Linked DNA regions of Mus musculus: regions 1 and 3 are each linked to region 2. The links are chromatin contacts, called in public Hi-C maps. All regions are on one chromosome and are shown on one strand. The core of a region is the stretch at or near the end of the contact, and the rest is flanking DNA. Distances in the headings are between cores, read along the strand shown.

Region 1 (3,981 bases), core at 1,304-3,803, 420 kb before region 2:
GAGGCAGAGCCAGGCGGATTTCTGAGTTCGAGGCCAGCCTGGTCTACAGAGTGAGTTCCCAGGAAAGCCAGGGATACACAGAGAAACCCTGTCTCACAAAACAAAACAAAGCAAAATAAAACACACACAAAAAAACAAAAACAACAAAAGGAAGCTGCAGAAGCAGGAGGGTCACGCCAACTTTGAAGCCAGCCTGGACCACAGAGTGAAAGCCTTCTCAAAACACACACACACACACACACACACACTTGCTGTTTGAGTATTACTTTTAAATTTCACTTTACTTTAAACTGTTTGCAGTGTTCCAGGCTTCCGGCTTTATGTAAATGTCTCTTCACTTCTCTTCAGTTCGTTTACTTTTCTTCCTCAACTATGAACTGTTCTCAGTGGTCAGTGCACACTCACTTTCCAGCCTATCTTCTTTCCTACAGAAAGCTTTACACCCTCTTCGATACCTTCATTAACTTCACTAGAACATTCAAAAGCCCAGTAAACGAAGTCCGAACCATTTCTCCAGAACTCTATAAATGTAAGGGGTTTCCTTCTTAATGGTTTAACAATAACGTAAAACTAAGTAATAACACAAACATGCCATAGAAACAAATTAAAATTGCCGATCAAAAAAATGACGCATGATCTAGACTGTAAAGACATTCTAAATCTTCACTCTCCAGTAGTTTATTTTTTTAACTTTAATCATTTTCTCTTTCACTTTTATATACTATAATTTCCACCTATGAATTCTGCTCAAATCTGACTACATACAAAACTAGTATTTATCCTTAAAAAGATAATTTCATTGCTAATCTGTGTAAAAAGAAACAAATGAGTTTTTTTCATAAGCCCGAAATAATGCCAGAATGTTATCATTTCAGATTCATTAGAATCGCTCGTTATTGGCTTTGAAATTAAAACGATTTTTCTAAAGAGTCGGGGAACTCTTTTTATAAAGACATTGCCCTGTCGCTCTTTGAAGATACCTAACACTGCTGAAATTTTAAGATGAATCATCAAAGTTGCAGCGAATGGCAAAAATGGCAATAGACACCTTACCAGAATTGCAAAGGAAAGCCATTCTACGATTCAGGTGAAACAACTAGATGTGATCGGTTCGGCTTTTTCCACTTCCTCTTATTAGAGCGCAGAAGCCAAGACTATACCATTACAAAGCCCCTGCTGCGAGAGAAGCCTCAAGCTCTCTGGCCGCTAGAGCACTCTATTGCACTCAGCCGGCCACGTGGCTGTCACAATCAGAAGACAGGAGAAAAGAGCACCAACTAACCTGGAAATAATTAACCGCTCACAGCGGAGTTGCAAGTAGGGGAAAAAAAAAAAAAGTCTGTCATTTCTCTGCACTTATGACTCCTCCCACCGCCACCCAAAAGGTGGAAAAAGGAAAGCTTTAAAGCAGAAACCAAGTGCAAGAAGATCTCGAGAGCGCGGCTTCCCAATGAAATTGCTACCCCCAACTCGCGTGAGGTGCGGCGGTGGGAACCCAGGCATTTTGCCGGAGGGCAGCCGGGGGCGGAGTTTGCAGTGCAAGACCGAGCACCGAGCACGTGGACTCCCTGCCCCTAACCTCCCCGGCTCGGCTTCGGGCTGCCGGGCACTGCACGCCGGCCGGCACCCAAGCTCAAGGCCGCGGACCACCGCGCACCCTCCCGGCCCGAGCGCCGGGCCGGAGGGCAGAAGTAACCTCGGCCCCGAAGGAGATGGCGAACAGGAAGTGCACATGTTGCAACGCCGAAACAGTCCAAGTCCCACCCCCACCCCACCCCACCCCACCCCCGGCCCGGGCCAGCCAGGCTTGGGGGCGCCTCCGGCCGCGAGAACCGGGCTGGGGTCGCCACCCCACATCGGGGCCCCGCGCCCGAAGTTTACGCGAGTCCTCCTGGGCACTACTTCTCCGGGCCCAGCCATCCCGCCCGGGCCGGGCCGGGCCCCGGACTGGGACTCCACGCCGCGCGCGTCCCGCTCGGATGGGAGCCGGAGCGGCGACGTGGCTGGCGCGGGCTCCCCGGGACTCTTAGAGCAGCAACTCCCGGGGTCGCAGGTTTCCGCCTGGGCGTCCTCTGCCCTCTGTGGCTCCGACTGCGCGACGCCCCCTCCGGTACGGTCATTACCTCGGGAGAAAACTCCTAACTCCTCACTCCCGGGGACCCGTGCTCGCCTCGGTTCCACACCCCCGGGGCAGCCCACGCTCTGCCGGAGCCGCGCGCCGGGTACACCCCCGCGCAGGGGCGCCAATTCTTCCCGGGACACAAAAATGTCCCGGCGCGTCACGGGACAGCCGCCTCCGCGCCCCCACGCCCAGCGCCGGCCGCACACGCTGCCTCCGCGCCGCGCCGCGCCGCGCGACCCCGGGGACTCACCGTCACTCAGCCGCCGCGAACCAGAGGCGAGGGCCGGGCCGGGCCAGACACAATATGGCAGAGCACCGCAGCTGCTCCCGTGGCTCCCAGCAGCCGCCTCCGGGACACCCAGGCGCGAGCAGGCAGTGGCAGCTGCGGTGGCGGCCGCCGCAGCACCACATCCCCCCCCCCCCCACCCCTCCCGCCTGCTCGCTTCCTCCCCTCCTCCCCGCCCCGCTGCCATGACAACGCGGCGCCAAGGCGCTTGGCCCCGCCCCTCCTTCCGTCCCGCCTCCCGCAGCCCGCCCTTGCCTCGTCCCGCCTCCTACCAGGGCGGCGGCCGCCCCTCCGAGCTGTCGTCCTGCAGGCGGGTGGGGGGGAAGGTGGCGTCCGGAAGGGTGGAGCGGGCTCGGAAGGCAAAGCGAGGGGACGCTGAGGTTTACGGAGCTGGGCGTGCAGGCGGGAAAATGAAAAGCCCTCGCCTGTCGCCCGGAAGGACCTATGGGAGGGCGACCGAGGCGCGGCGCGGCTGCTGAGTGGACGAGCTGGCGCGGGACGCGCGAGTGTCCGCCCGCGACGCGTGTGCTGGGGCTGCCGCGACGGCCCGAACAGCCCCTTGGCTTTGAAAGTGTGGGGACCGGGAAGCTTTCTTGAGAACAACGCTACCTTCTTCTGACTGAAGTGCCGTGGAAACTCTATGCAGAGCAGATTTTAGAGGGGAAATGGGGCTTTGGAATCAGATCCAAATTTTACTAAAGATTTTCTGAGACTCTGTCTCCCAAATTAAAAACCAGTAATAAAAGGCAACACAGCAACAACAAAAATGTACAGAGCTCTCACTAATTGCTGTGTACAGTAATAAGGACTTAATATGCATTGTACACGTATTGCCTACACTGTATTGCGGGTACAGTGCTGCTAGATAAAACGGGAGTGGCCAGTTAATTCTGAATTGCAGACAAATGTAGAATAATTTTTAATGTTAAGGACATTCCCTTCGGGGTATACTTTCTGGTTGCTTCATGTTTTAGTGAATCTGCCAACTCTACAATTTCAGGAATTCCCTTTACATAGAAGGAAACTGAAGCCTAGAAGTAGCCTATCAAACTGCCCTTGGCAGTGAAGGTTTATGTATCAGTACTGGGTAGGGTGAGGCTGGAGGAGTGCCAAGATTTAGAGGTCACCCTGGCCTTCATAAGAAGTTTCTGTCTCAGCTGCGCGGTGGTGGCGCGCGCCTTTCATCCCAGCACTCGGGAGGCAGAGGCAGGCGGATTTCTGAGTTCGAGGCCAGCCTGGTCTACAGAGTGAGTTCCAGGACAGCCAGGGCTACACAGAGAAACCCTGCCTCAGAAAAAAAAAAAAAAAAAAAAAAAAAAAGAAGTCTGTCTCAAAAGGAAAGCAGGGTATAGTGCCTCATTCCTGTAATCCTGGAACTTGGAAGGAGGACATAGGAGACTCAAATGTTTAAGGCCATCTACATAGGGAGAGAGAGAGAGAGAGGACTATTCCATTGAATTTCTAAAAGAAAACTATAGTTTGAGTTTACTGTTATCATTATGAACCTGGAAATTAAACCTTTCAATTTCTATACCCAGTTCTTTAAAAACCATGCTACTGATACCTGTTTCAC
Region 2 (4,024 bases), core at 268-2,767:
GTGTGTGTGTGTGTGTGTGTGTGTGTGTGTGTGTGTGTAGGTTACATAGCAAAGCCCTAATTGGCTTAGTCAGTTAGTATTTGGAAGCTACCATGGAAGATAGATCAGCTCCTTTTTTTTTTTTTTTTTTTTTTTGGTTTTTCGGGACAGGGTTTCTCTGTGTAGCCCTGGCTGTCCTGGAACTCACTTTGTAGACCAGGCTGGCCTCGAACTCAGAAATCCGCCTGCCTCTGCCTCCCAAGTGCTGGGATCAAAGGCGTGCGCCACCACTGCCCGGCTAGGTCAGTTCCTTTTATTTCTTTTTAGTTTATATCATTTTATTTCTCCAGTAAACTTCATAGTTCTCATTAGTTATGGGAATTAAGCAAGGCTTTCTAGAGAGGAATCAACATTTGCTGAGTCTTTAATAGGCCCTGAGCTGAAACAGTAAAACAAAGCTCTTGCCTTCAGGAGTTATAACTCTGTTAAAACATAACAACAGCAAAAGTAAAAACAGTTGAGGCAATTGTCTTAGTCACTGTTCTATTCTGTGAAGAAAACCAAGACCAAGACAGCTCTCAGGAAAAAAAAGTAATTGTGGTGGCTGACTATGGTTTCAGAGGCTTAACCCAATATTGTGGTGGAGAGCATGGTGGCAGCAAGTGTTGTGCTGGATCTATTTAAATGTCACAGTATATAAAATAAAGGTTTGCTGGGCAGTGGTGGTGCACCCCTTTAATCCCAGCACTTGGCAGGTGGATTTCTGAGTTCGAGGCCATACTGGGCTACGGAGTGAGTTCCAGGACAGCCAGGGCTACACAGAGAAACCCTGCCTTGAAAAAAAAAAAAAACAAAATAAGTAAGTAAGTAAATAAATAAATAAATAATAAAGGTTTATAGCCTAAATAAATGACCTAGAGACACAGTGGGGAATTTTTAGTATATTTAGTATATTTCTTTCAGAAGCCAATAGATAACCATACTACCTCCATTCACAAGAAAAGACAGACTATTTCAACTACACTGCGAAAAGCTTGCTTTTTAGAGATTTTTAAATTGGACTCTGAAATGTAGACTATAGGGTCTGGAGGTATACCTCAGTTGGTAGATATACAGCCTGGTTTTATGTCAACTTGATATACGCTAGAGTCATCAGAGAAGAAGCCTCAGTTGAGGAAATGCCTCCATAAGATTGGACTGTAGGATGTTTTCTTAATTACTGATCGATGGGGAAGGGCCCAGCCCGTGGTGGGTGGTGCCATCCCTGGGCTGGTGTCCTGTGTTCTATAAGAAAGCAGGCTGAGCAAACCAGGGGAGGCAAGCCAGTAAGCAGCACTCCATGGCCTCTGCATCAGCTCCTGCCTCCAGGTTCCTGTCCTGACTTTCTTCAGTGACAGACAGTGGAAGCCAAGTAAACCCTTTCCTCTCCAACTTGCTTTGGTCGTGGTGCTTCAAGGCACAATAGAAACCCTAGCTAAGACAGTGCATAGACTTCTTGCCTAATGCAGTATGCCTTGTTTCAGAGACAAAAGACTATCATGCTCATTCTAGACAGAAACATTTGTAAAAATTAACCATGTAACCACAAGTGGGATGACTCCACAAATAACCTATGTCACATGGGCTGACTAGTTTCTAACTACAGTGCAAAACAGTTTTCAAGGGTTTACTTGAAAATGATATAAAAAGAACAGTTTTTATGATGCATCCCAGAATAGTCTCAAACGCTTGTTCCTCCAGCTTAGCATAGCTTCTTGCATGCTAGGGTTAATAAGCATGCGCCCTGACACCTTGCTAAGAACAGTGTTTAAGTGAAATAACAGCTAAACTTTAAGCTAATTATGCTGTTGTGCCTCGGGCTTCTATTCTTTCTTGTGGAAATATAAAGTCTTGTGGTTTTTCTTTTAGTTATACTGGGGATGATTGCTATTCAGTGGCTAAGTCTATTCATTAAGCAATTGCAAAGCCGTGATTTGGCAGTTTTATTATTTTCCTCTGGAGTGTTTATCTGTAGGGAGCTGCTTTCTGTCCACTGTTAGATGATGGCTCCGTTGAAGTCAGGAAGAACATTTTTTTTCTTATTGTATGAACTTGAGTACTTTGCCTGAATGTATGTCTGTCTGTATAACATATGCTTGCCTGGTACCTGAAGAGGTCAGAAGATGTTAGGTCACTTGGAGCTGGAGTTGTGAGCCATCATGTGGAGGCTAGGAATTGACCCTGGTCCTCTGGAAGAGCAGGGTCTTAACCACTGAGCCATCTCTCCAGTGATCCCATCTTTTTGTTAGCCAATAAGACTGTAATGGTTCATATAAAGTTGGCCCAGGGAAAGGCACTATTAGGAGGTTGGAGTAGGTGTGGACTTGTTGGCAGTAGGTGTGTCACAGTGGCTGTGGGTCTTCAGACCCTAGTCCTAGCTGCCTGGAAGTTGTGTTCTCCTGTTTGCCTTTGGAACAACATGTAGAACTCCCAGCTCCTCCTGTGCCATGCATGCCTGCCTGGGCACTGCCATTCTCCCGCCTTGATGATAATGGACTGAACCTGTAAGCCAGCCCCAATTAAATGTTGTCTCTATAAGAGTTGCCTTGGTCATGGTGTCTGTTCACAGCAGTAAAACCCTAACTAAGACAAAGAGCCTCTTCAAATTGACTCTCTAAACTATGGGAAGTGTGTGTGTGTGTCCTAAACAAGTTCCATATATAGATACATGTATAGGGTTTTTATTTGTTTGATTGATTGATTGATTTGTCTGTTTTGCAGTTTGAGCCTTATACATAATAGGCACTCTTACTAAGCTATAATTCTCAGATTTGTTTACTAACCTGTATATTAGAAGTAGTTCTTCATCACACTATATAGAATTGCTTTATACTTTGTAACAGCCACAAAATAGTTCCTTTGTGTAGCTGGTTGACGGTTATTTTGGTGGTGGTCTGTAGTTGTAGAGCTACTGCAATGAATGTCTTGGTATGCATTACTGATTTTCCACATGTGTGAGCATGGGTGCAGGATCAGTTGTCAGAAATGGAACAGCTGAGTGACAACTTGACACATAGCCTTCCAAAGAGCAATGAACAGTCTGTCTCTCTCTTTCTTTCTCCTCTCCCTTTGTTTATTTGTTTTTGTTTTGTTTTTGTGTTTTTTTCCCCCTCTGGTTTTTCGAGACAGGGTTTTTCTGGGTAGCCCTAGATGTCCTGGAACTTGCTATGTAGACCAGGGTGGCCTGCACTCACAGAGATCCGCTGACACTGCCTCCCAAGTGTTGGGATTAAAGGCGTGTGCCACCACTACCTGGCATTTTTTCTCCTATTTGTGATGACTCTAGTGTGTAAAGAATCTTTTGGATCTTGGATAATGTGGTAGATAAAAATGACCACACTGTAGTTTTTATTTGCATTTCCTTAGTTTGGAACTGTCTTTCCACATCTTATATACAACTACAACTAGCCTATTGATCATATATTGATTTGTGGATACATTGCCCCTTTGTAATGTACTGCAGTCATTTTTTTCCCTAGCCATCTTTTTCTTTTGTCTGGTAGTGTTTATGTTTCAAGAATTTGTACTATCAAGATTTTCAAGATTTTTAAAATCCAAGCTACAGAGGCCCCCAGCTCTCTAAGAGCTGAGTTTCGTTTTTTTTCCCTAGTATGTGAGCGTATGTAACCTACAAACCGAAGTATCTCCTAAAGAGTCATGAGGTTAACACTAACTCATCCTGCCTTCTACTCTAGGTTTCCAGATTTCACGGATTTCACGTACTGGGGTGGAAGTGTTCTTTTTACAAGAGCCACAGGTTGCATTTAGCCTCACCCTAGCTCTTCAAACCCTATAGCAGAATGTTTGTGCTCTGACAGCTTTGTTTGATCTTCATAATTGATTCATGGTGTCGATCTTTGTTAGGAATTTCGTAGAAATTCTGTGCTGTCAGGTGGTACAGTTTCAGTTTGTCTATTATTGATGTTAACTTTGAGCTCCTAACACGATTGGCATTTATTCTGTTTCTCCTTCTAACCTGTGGGCAGGTGACTCTGCACCTTACTTG
Region 3 (3,960 bases), core at 240-2,739, 320 kb before region 2:
CATTGATACAACTGTACAATTTCAAAAGCCTGGGGAGACCGCAAGTACAGCATGCCAGACCTGCATATATCATTGTATTTTGCTGTTAAACACATATTAACTCTATTTTAAGCTGGGGGAGGCACTGCCAGCTGTTAGTTCTGTTTCTTAGGTGTAAATTAATGTAGGAAGTAAACTTATACACTACAAGTTCTTTGCTCAGTATACCCACAAACACACACATTCATGCATGCATGCACACAGGCTAATCAGTTTACAGAACCCTTGCTGAAATATATTGTTGCAAAATACCTCAAAGTAAAGGTATCTATTACCTCTTAGTAAACAGATCAGACGCCTATACTATCAGCTCCTCTGAGTTAGCTGAGCTCCTCCTACTTGATGTTGCCAAGAACTGTGAGAAGCGCTAAGAACAAGGCAAGCCCAGAATCAAGATGTGTGCATATAAAGCACTCGTATTGGCCTCCTAAGAGTCATTCAAAAGTTTGGCTTTCAAAAACAAAATTATTTCAAACAGTTCTAGAAGCTAGAAGTCCAAAGTCAGAGTTAGTAGGGCCAAACACTCTCTGAGAGCTCCAGGGGATAGACCATCTTGGCTTCTCCTTTCTTTTTTTATTTCTTCTTTGTGGTGTTTGAGATAGTCTCCTATATCCTGGGCTAGTAGCCTCAATATGTAATCAAAGAAGACCTTGAACTTTCCATCCCGTCACCTCTATCTTTAGTGGTAGGAGGCCCTCCCGTAGTACTGCCTTGCTCCAGTTTGTGTCTCTACATAATTGTCTCCATGCTGTCAGTGTCTTTTCTTCACGGCAGTCACGGAACTTAGAAATCACCCAGTTCTATATACATCATCTTAACTCGAGTACATCTATAAAGCCCTCATTTGGGGGGAGATGTAATTTAACCCACAGTGTGTGTGTGTGTGTGTGTGTGTGTGTGTGTGTGTGTGTTTAATCAAAATATGACATAGAAAGAGAACTTGTGTTAATGAGAACCTAGTTAACTGGTCAAGTTCATTTTGAAACATGTTTTTTAAATACTTGCCTAATTCATTGTTGCTTCATTCAATCAAGGAGTGATGGAAACTATGGGGGTTGGAGGGTTGGGGGTCATCAAGGTGACAGAGCCTGCCAGGCCCAGGCCACCACCCTGTGGACAGATGGTACATTTCCTTCACAAAGATGTGGGTTGTCAGGAGTGGGAGAAGGCTGGGGACAGAGAACAGAGAAAGTTCCTTGGAAGGGGAGCTGGGATATGTCAACAAAGCACTCCACTTTCTTCAGTTTCCAGGAGAGCATGTCCTGGTTGGGGCACAACAGCCCGATTTTGGAGGAGATATCAGTCAGCCTGGTGAGCTTTTCCCCTTGAAAGAGGTGGCAGGGACTGAGACAGGCCTTCCCTTGCTGCCTTGTCACATGGTGACTGCAAGAAAAACAAGCTACTTGGCTTCTCTTCCCTCTCTGTCCTCAGCCAACCTCCCCTGACGTGGGATCTGATTCAGGCCAGGAACATGATTCTCAAAACATATTTCTATGCCTTTGGTTTCCTACCAGGCAGTATCTTTTCCAGAGCCAATATTTTTCTACAGATGGCTAAGTGGCTGCTTCGGATTCTGTTTGATTATATCTATTGACACCATTTTTTTAAATGTAGTAACAGATTCAGAATCAAGAGCTCCAGGGGGAATGCACACTTTCCTCTGGCTGACATAAAGAGCTGTAACAGAAGTTCTAGCTGGCAGTAGATTTAAATCTGTGTAGTCTCTGTTTAAGAGCTAGCCAGTCCTCAGCTAAGTAGTCCGGTCACTCTCCTGGCCTCAGCCACATGAAGTTACTTCTTCATCATGCTCTCCTCCTGTGGACCCAGTGTCCCTTCTTCTTGTCTTTCACCTGGGATATAAAAATCTAGACTCAGAAGAGCATATGTCAATCTCCCCTGTGCAGCCGTATCTGCAGCGTATGAACAATACAAAGAAGCTCACGGGAGTGTCCGAAAGCCCAGCCATCGAGGCCCCCCCAAATTCATGATCTGTTTCCACCCAGAAGCTTTGTCTAAGACCTTGTATATACAAGTATGTGAAAGCAGATATAAAAGCAAACAACCAAACAGTTACTGACAAACCACAAACAAATCTATTTACTTTCAAACAATTATTTGGTACACATGATTTTACCATTTATTAAAACTGACACAAATGTGCTTATTTTTGTATAAAGAATTAGAGCTTGAGACCAAGCCAGCTTATTCAGCAGGCGAGGACTTCTTGCCAACCTGGGTGACCTGACTTTGATCCCGGGAGAGAACTGACTCTTGCAGGTTAATGTCCTCTGCTGAGCACATGCACACCACGACACACATGCACACAAGATGAACAAATGAAAAAAACGTAATGTTTTCGAAAAGTTAGATCTCAGCTGAAGAAAGATTTTGTTTTCCATAGTGAAATCATCATGTTTCCCTAAGAGCAACAGAGTTTGTGTGAACAGTAAAAATACTGCAATTTGGGGCTGCAGAGAGATCAGTGCTGCTCTTGCAGAGAACTGGGTTCGGTTTCCAGCACCCATATCAGGTGGTTCACAACTATCTGTAATCCCAACTCCAGGATATCCAACACCTGCTTCTGGCCTCTAAGGGCACCCACATGACGATATGCATACATACATACATACATACATACATACATACATACATACATAAAAGTAAAATAAACCTTTTTAAAAACACTGCAGTTCATGACATGTGGTAGTTTTGACTCCGAGTGAGGTGTTTTGGGAAGCCCAGATGTTCTTGAGGTGACAGCAATGGGCAGTTCACAGCGTGCATACTGTGTGCATGTGCACTGAATGCGTATTGTGCGTTTAGAACCAAGGCTGCAGTGAACTCAAGGACACAGCATGGGCGAGCACTGCCAGAGACACCTCAGGCTCAGCATGTATTTGAATCCAGTTTTGCTCGCTGAACATTTGAGAATCTGTCACCAAATTTCCGCAGCCCCTACATTTAGTTATTAGACCCTCAACAATGATGTGAACCACAGCTTCAAGAACTGGACAGAGGAGTGGGGAGCCAAGGCCATGTTTGTGGGGGTTCTTCTGAAGCCTCGGGTAGAAGGAAGTGCTCCCAGGCCCATGAAGCAGAAGGAAGTGCTCCCAGGCCTGTGGGGCAGTATGAGCCTACATTTGGATATGAGCTTATTATGAATTATCTGTGTGACCAGAGACACAATACCTAATCCTGGTGCTTGTAACTTCCCATTGAATCAAGGTATGTATTGGAAAGTTTACCAGGTTATTTTAAGAATATCACAGTGCTTGGTATATGGAACATACTAAAAATGACAAGCACAGTCACTTGCTAATAGAGAGCAATGAGGATTCTGTAGCCTTCAGAGAGAGAGCCTCTCCCTTTTTGCCCAACCAGCTAGCACTGGTAGGTTGTTTCTTAATAGCAAACATGAAGTCATGATATGGTTCTGAAGGCGCTGAGGACTTCCAGCCCCTCAACTAGCTGGGACTAGTTCTAGTGATGTCAAGCCTCACCAGAAAGCAGGCTTACCTCTCTGACCCACTGCCTGACCTGTGCGTCCCCATGTATGTGTCAAGAGTGTTAGGCATGCTCAACAGGCAAACAGACTCAGAAACAGGAGGATGTAGTGGGTTGGCCTAATGCTGCTTGTATTCTAATGCTAATTGCCCCCCCCAAGCTGTTTGCCCCAAAGATGAGAGAGTCTGCACTGAGGGACCCTGCCCTCAGTTAATTCTGATTGGTAAATAAAGATGCCAGCAGCTCCAATAGCTGGGGAGGAGATGCATAGGTGGGGTTTAGGTTTCCCTAGGCTAGAGACCACAAGGAGGAGAAGCAGAAAGGAGTCGCTAGGGAAGAGAGGAACGTGCAGGAGGGAGGAGAGCCATAGTGTGGTAGCTGAGCCATACAAACGTGGCCATGCCAGCTGGCCAAGGC

The links. Hi-C and Micro-C count contacts between places; a contact is called where the count stands out from the background.
Region 1: a Hi-C map of muscle stem cells shows a contact between it and region 2, with 2.4 times the contacts expected there. The contact joins the promoter of Foxn2 here to the enhancer-like site in region 2. A contact is called at or near these places in 12 of 39 promoter capture datasets (the 3T3-L1 cell line, the C10 cell line, the HPC-7 cell line and 8 more), 13 of 484 Hi-C or Micro-C datasets (B cells, the C2C12 cell line, the G1E-ER4 cell line and 10 more), 14 of 115 datasets of contacts at active chromatin or transcription factors (the 230-238 cell line, the SCID.adh cell line, bone marrow-derived macrophages and 11 more) and 4 of 9 other capture datasets (adipose tissue, liver, macrophages and 1 more).
Region 3: a Hi-C map of muscle stem cells shows a contact between it and region 2, with 2.2 times the contacts expected there. The contact joins two enhancer-like sites. A contact is called at or near these places in 4 of 39 promoter capture datasets (the C10 cell line, embryonic stem cells, hippocampal neurons and 1 more), 3 of 484 Hi-C or Micro-C datasets (muscle stem cells and nephron progenitors) and 2 of 115 datasets of contacts at active chromatin or transcription factors (embryonic stem cells and fibro-adipogenic progenitors).

The regions. Positions count from the first base shown.
Region 1 is chr17:88,439,276-88,443,256 of GRCm38.p6, reverse strand. Foxn2 (forkhead box N2) reads right to left here and starts at 2,553. Exons shown (of 6, transcript NM_180974.5): 1 at 2,373-2,553.
Region 2 is chr17:88,017,019-88,021,042 of GRCm38.p6, reverse strand. All of the region lies in intron 1 of Fbxo11 (F-box protein 11), which reads left to right. Among named protein-coding and RNA genes, the nearest start is that of Msh6, 44 kb to the right of the region's middle. Within about 2 kb of position 1,517, at least 8 of the 459 cell types and tissues checked have an H3K27ac peak or open chromatin away from gene starts, as enhancers often do. A contact at or near this core is called in muscle stem cells, where this site is marked.
Region 3 is chr17:88,333,805-88,337,764 of GRCm38.p6, reverse strand. The region is part of intron 3 of Gm31615 (a long non-coding RNA gene); the gene reads left to right. Among named protein-coding and RNA genes, the nearest start is that of 1700116H05Rik, 28 kb to the right of the region's middle. Within about 2 kb of position 1,489, at least 79 of the 459 cell types and tissues checked have an H3K27ac peak or open chromatin away from gene starts, as enhancers often do. A contact at or near this core is called in muscle stem cells, where this site is marked.